Linked DNA regions of Danio rerio: region 2 is linked to region 1. The links are chromatin contacts, called in public Hi-C maps. All regions are on one chromosome and are shown on one strand. Each heading gives the region's core, a stretch centred on a gene start, on an enhancer-like site or on the middle of the called end of the contact. The rest is flanking DNA. Distances are from core to core; before and after follow the strand shown.

Region 1 (3,195 bases), core at 111-2,610:
CCACTCTATTAGGTACACCTTACTTGTAGCGGGTTGGACCCCTTTTTGCCTTCAGAACTGCCTTAATCCTTCATGGCTTAGATTCAACAAGGTACTGCAAATATTCCACAGAGATTTTGCTCCATATTGACGTGATAGCATAACGAAGTTGCTGGAGATTTGTCAGCTGCACATCCATGATGCAAATCACCCGTTCCACATCCCAAAGGTGCTCTATTGGATTGAGATCTGTGACTGTGGAGGCCATTTGAGAACAGTGAACTCATTGTCATGTTTAAGAAACCAGTCTGAGATGATTTGTGCTTAATGACATGGCGCACTATACTGCTGGAAGTAGCCAACAGAAGATGGGTACACTGTGGTCATAAAGGGAAGGACATGGTCAGCAACAATACTCAGGTAGGCTGTGGTGTTGACACGATGCTCAATTGGTACTAATGGGCCCAAAGTGTGCCAAGAACCTATCCCCCACAGTATTACACCACCAGTCTGAATTGTTGATTCAAGGCAGGATGGATCCATCCTTTCATGTTGTTTACGCCAAATTCTGAACCTACCAACCAAATGTCACAACAGAAATCAGGACTCATTAGACCAGGCAACGTTTTTTGAGTTTTCTATTGTCAAATTTTGGTGAGCCTGTGTTTTCTGTTCCTGCAAATGATTAGAAGTTTGCATTACAAGTAGGACAGGTGTACCTAATAAAGTGGCCGTCGAGGGTTAGGTACTAATGCGGACTCTATAGTTATGCAGCCTACTGCCCCAGTGAAAACTTTTGTACGTTAATTTCTGAGAGTGTATGGTTAGGGATAAGCTCAATGCTGCAAGCAGTTACATTCTAACATTACATTTATTAATGTTTGTTAGTGTAAAGTTTTCGTCAGACATCAGTTAATCAGAAGTTTTACATCCAATCCTTTACAAACAACATCTCTCGTGCTGCTTCACACACTCTGCTCTATGTGTGTTTATGTGTTTTCAAGGAGCTTTCAAAGCTAGCTTGCTATTGCTAGCCTCTCCAAAATTGCCTACAATTATGAAAAATCTGAGGGATGTGTTGCTAGATTGTCGACCACAAGCCTGCATCAGTGGCGTCTGTCCTCTAGTTTGAATAAGACAGATTAAATAAACCATCTCTCAGACGTTACAATTATAAATGGCTTCCTGTTTGCCTCAAAGAACTGAGAAAGCCAAGAGGACTTATGTTATCCTCTGACTCATGAGGACTTGGTGTTTGTCCTAATTATGGCTCATTTGGGAAAGCTGGCCAAGGAAGTTTGAATTCTCAGCAGAGTGTTATTAGAGGAGAAACAGCTGTGACGTGAAATGGTAAGAGACTTTTTTTTTCTCTCCATCTGAGCTCATTATGTTATCACAGCCACAGGAAGCATGACCAAGACAATTCCCAAAGGAGGAGCGGGAGTCGATAGAGGGAAAAACACAGAACGAGAAAGGAGGATCAGGCAGCGAGGCAGGAAGTTAAAGGGAGAGAAAGAGATTAATGCTGAAAAGTAACAGAAGGAAGAAGAGAGGACAGATGTTTTACAGTAAAGAGCTGGGAGGCCTTAAAGAGGACACAGTCTTCCATCTCATCCTCTAAAGTGATAAATGTCAGTGTGAATTGAGACCTGCTATAGTTCATGTCAGCTCACAAATTCTGACTGCAGTGAAAACAGATCAGCTCCCATTTAATACTGCAGTATGAATATAGTAATGCACATTCACACACATTTGTTCTCATAAGTGTTGGAATGAAGACAGCTGGAGTTATGATTTATGATCTGTGTGCATCTGCAGCTGACGAACCACCCTAAGACATTTACCCTAATGTCATCGCCATGAAATTATTAGTTTCAGTCTGACGTTTTTGTTAAAATCACAGAGTTGTTCATATTCTTACTTCGTGATAACTTATTTACATTATGCAGTGTCTCTTATGTTAATTTACTGTTAAAGAACAAAAAGGTTCTTTCTACAACTCATGTTTAGTTTTATACAGTTCTTTATGTGAGCCAATAAGAACACAAGATGAACAATCAGACACCAATCATCAAATCAGAGGCCAAGAAGAGTGATAATAAAGAGATCAATCGAGCAAAACTGAAAATTATGACATTGTTTGCTTACCTTTCACTTGTCACAAACCTGTTTGAGTGTGTGTTTTATTTTGAAAAATTTTGGAAACTATACAACTCGATAACTATTGACTTCCATAGTAGAAAAAACAAATCCAAGTCAATGGTTACATTGGTCATTTTTCAAAATGACTTATTTTGTGTTCACCCTGGGAATAAAAGAAACTCATAAAGGTTTGGAATGACTTGAGGGAGAATAAATAATAAGTGAATGTTCATTTTGGGCTGTCTCTATGGAGATAATCTAAACTCAAATATGGTGCTAAACAGTACCAAATTAGAGCTTATCAGCTTGCCTTGTAATAATAGCAAGACCCTTTGGGTGGTAAATAGAACATTTTCATAATTAGATCCATGAAGTACCATTCTTAAAAAGTGCAACATAAGACCTCAAAACTATTTTTAGAAAATTTCATAAATTTATGTATCAGTATTAGAGTATACTAAATTCTCTAGAAATTGCTGTATTGAAGCTAATTCTGCCTGAACCATTAATTCATTCATTTTCCTTCTTTTTAGTGCCTTATTTATCAGAGGTTGCCACAGTGGAATGAACCACCAACTATTCCAGCATATGTTTTATGCAGCAGATGGCCTTCCAGCCACAACCTAGTACCAGGAAACACCCATACACACTCAATCACCCACACACTATGGCCAATTTAGTTATTCACTTCATCTATAGTGCATGTGTTTGGATTGTGGGGGGAAAACGGAGCACCTACACCAACATGGGGAGAACATGCAAACTCCACACAGAAAGAACAATTGGTCCAGCCTAGACTTGAACCAGCAACCTTCTAGCTATGAGACGACTGTGCTAACTACTGAGCCACTGTGCTACCCCTGCCTGAGCCAAAGGAATATTAAACTAAACACTGTAAGAAATGCTGGGTTCCACATAATTCCTTCATGTTGTCCCAACACAAATCGATTATATTAACATAATCTTTTTTTTAAATTTACATGGATTGAACATAAAAATATTAGGTTGTGTCAAAAAACCTTAAGAATTGTGTTGATTTAACTTATTTTAAATCATCATAGGCTCATTCTAAAA
Region 2 (3,218 bases), core at 175-2,674, 60 kb before region 1:
CCGGGTGCTCCAGTTTTCCCCCACAGTCCACAAGACATGGGGTACAGGTGAATTGGGTAAGCTAAATTGTCTGTAGTGTATGTGTGGGATTGAGTTTGTATGGATGTTTCCCGGTGTTGGGTTGCGACTGGAAGGGCATCTGCTGCGAAAAAAATATGCTGGATAAGTTGGCGGTTCATTCCACTGTGGCCAACCCTGATTAATAAAGGGACTATAAGCCAAAAAGAAAATGAATGAATAATTGAAGTTTAGAAGAATAGAAAAGGAGATTTGGGGTCAGTTTTTTAGACAATGACACTGGATCATGTCCACATGGATGGAATATTGTTGTGGTATCTCAGTGTTTAACTATTGTTGTTCTATTGTTGCCTTGATGACTTGATTGAAAGTCATTTAAATGTAATAGTACTTAAATATACAGGCACATTCAAATGCAAACATTAGGTGAAGTTTCACAAACTAATTTTGAGAGGAGCACGTGATATGGTTGACTGCAGCTGGCCACTCATCTACACGCATTGGCTAGCCAATCAGATTGATCCAAACTCACTATAAGTAGCCTAGTTAGAACTACTCCCTTATCTTCATTTTTTTCGAAGAAACCACCCATCCTCCTTTCCTTCTCCTCCTTTCCTCTTTTACCAGGGGGAGCTCTCAAGAACCACTTGATCTCGTACTCCCCTCACATGCTCTATGGACCAGGCGGGAGCCCTGGGCTCAACTATCTCTGAGCTCAGGGTTCTCTGCATGCCAAACCTGCTAACTTGCTAATAGTTGTCAAACAATATCTAAGTGTGAACTCTTGAAATTAAATTTGATTCTATAGAAATTGGTACCTAAACACAATCAAACTGCTTGCTGACAATCAAATTCAAGATTCTTGGGTGTGTGTGTGTGTGTGTGTGTCCCACAGCATTTTATATTACACAGACAAGAATGCTTTTTACTAGTTAGAATGGTGTAATTATGATAATTATGCCATGAACACACCTTTGACTTTCAAATTTCAAATAGTCTTTTTTATTTAAATAAAATGGATGCCCTTCCAGCTGCAACCCAACACTGGGAAACAGATTCATGCGTGCACTCATAGACTAAGGCCGATTTTGTTTACCTAATATCACCTATAGCACCTATTGAACTGTGAAGGAAACCAGAGCACCTGTAGGAAACCCACACAAACACGGGGAGAACATGCAAACTCCACACAGAAATGCCAACTGACCCAGCAGGGACTCGAACCAGCGACCTTCTTGCTGTGAGACAACAGTGCTAACCACTGAGCCACTTTAAACCACTGTGCCGCTTTAAATATAATTCTCCTTATTATATAATAATTATCATTTCCCAATTCAAAGGACAGAACCCTGTAACCCAAACATTTGTTTACATTGTTAATCGGCTAAATACTCTAAATTAAAGGCTGTCATGATTAATGTGCCTGATTACAGAGGCAAAGCGACAATAATTGCCACTTGTCCAAACACTGAAGTGCATTATTGTGTGTATGACTCTAATGTCTCTCCATTGTGACAGCAGCAGTAGCAGCCTAACAGTGGAACCGGACTCTGGTGGACGGAGGGATACTCAGTCGTCTCTGGACTCCATGGGTCAGTCCAGTGATGACCTTTCATCCCGGGAGCCACTGTGTCCTCTGTACCCAGAGCATTCTGCAATAGGAAGTCTGAGCAGCGAGGTCCTGCTCAATGTACTTCATCTAAACACTAACAGGAAACGTGAGTATAGTGCAGACTTCTTCAAACGAGGCTGTGGACTTCTAATCTGCTTCCTCTTTTTGTGTGCGTGTGTGTCATTATATGCACTACCATTCAAAAGTTTAGTCTTTAACATTTCTTGCTTACTGCATCTATTTAATAAATAAATTGTGGAAAATGCATCAAGATAATACCTTCTTTTCAAGAGCCTATGATAAAATGTAAGGTTTAAAATAACAGAATTTAGTTTAAACTTGATCTTTTATTAATTAATGAATACATTAAACAACAAACAGGGTTTTTTAAGGATCAAAAGAATAAAAGGTGTAAGACAGCTTGAATTGTTTTTATAAATGTAACATTATTACACATTACACATAATAATTGTGTGTGCAATATGTATATTTATTATGTATGTATAAATACACACATGCATCCAAAGAGCAAAAACGAATAAAGGCTTGTTTTTTATATTCTGAAACCAGATAGGCCGACTCATTCACGGTGACGCAATGCTGCCACACACAGGCTAGCCTATTTTTTTCACTTAATAATGTTATAAAAGGTAATTTCTTGTAACAACAGGATTTAGTTAAGACATATTTTCCTCAATAAAGCCGGTTATATATATATATATATATATATATATATATATATATATATATAATATTGTACATATAATAATAATAATAAATATATAAATATTTATTTATATATACAATTTTTTTTGATAGTCTACAGAACAAACCATCATTATACAATAACTTGCCTAATTACCCTAACCTGCTGAGTTGACCTAATTAACCTAGTTAAGCCTTTAAATGTCACTTTAAGCTGTATTGAAGTGTCTTGACAAATATCTTGTCAAATATTATTTACTGTCATCATGGCAAAAATAAAATAAATCAGTTATTAGAAAATAGTTCTTCAAACTATTATGATTAGAAATGTGTTGAAAAAATCTGCTCTCCGTTAAACTGAAATTGTGGAAAAAATAAACAGGTGGTCTTTACTGTATCTGTATAGATAAATATAAATTTGCATTAACTATCCCATTGATATGTTTCTTGGTAAGCTGTATAAAAATATGTTTGTAAATTAAATTAGCATTTTTTAATATAGAGCATTTTTGTTTAGAAATTTTAATGCATCCTTGCAAAATACTGAATAAAAATGTCTTTAAAACATAATGGGCCCTATTATACACCTGGCGCAATGTGGCGCAAGGCGTGGCGCAAATGTTATTTGCTAGTTTCAGCTTGACGCAAGTGTCGTTTTGCTGTTTTGCACCACGTTGTTTAAATAGCAAATGCATTAGCACTCATATGTGCACCCATAGGCGTTCTGGTCTAAAAAGGAAGGCGTTCTGAGGCGGACTGCTGGCGCGTTGCTATTTTGAGAAACTATAATAGATTTTTCATTAGACCAAAACAAACCTGGTCTAAACTCCAGCGCAGAGTTGCGCCTCGCTTACACACTGCTTAATAGCCTACACACGAGATG

What was found. A called contact is a pair of places that touch in the nucleus more often than the background predicts.
Region 2: a contact with region 1 is called in a Hi-C map of an unstated tissue, with 2.0 times the contacts expected there. The contact joins two enhancer-like sites.

The regions. Positions count from the first base shown.
Region 1 is chr7:53,150,591-53,153,785 of GRCz12tu, reverse strand. No RefSeq gene overlaps it. Among named protein-coding and RNA genes, the nearest start is that of rasl11a, 13 kb to the left of the region's middle. Within about 2 kb of position 1,360, at least 14 of the 62 cell types and tissues checked have an H3K27ac peak or open chromatin away from gene starts, as enhancers often do.
Region 2 is chr7:53,211,082-53,214,299 of GRCz12tu, reverse strand. It overlaps arhgap36 (Rho GTPase activating protein 36), which reads left to right. Exons shown (of 13, transcript NM_001351681.2): 11 at 1,540-1,736. Among named protein-coding and RNA genes, the nearest start is that of usp12b, 44 kb to the right of the region's middle. Within about 2 kb of position 1,424, at least 9 of the 62 cell types and tissues checked have an H3K27ac peak or open chromatin away from gene starts, as enhancers often do.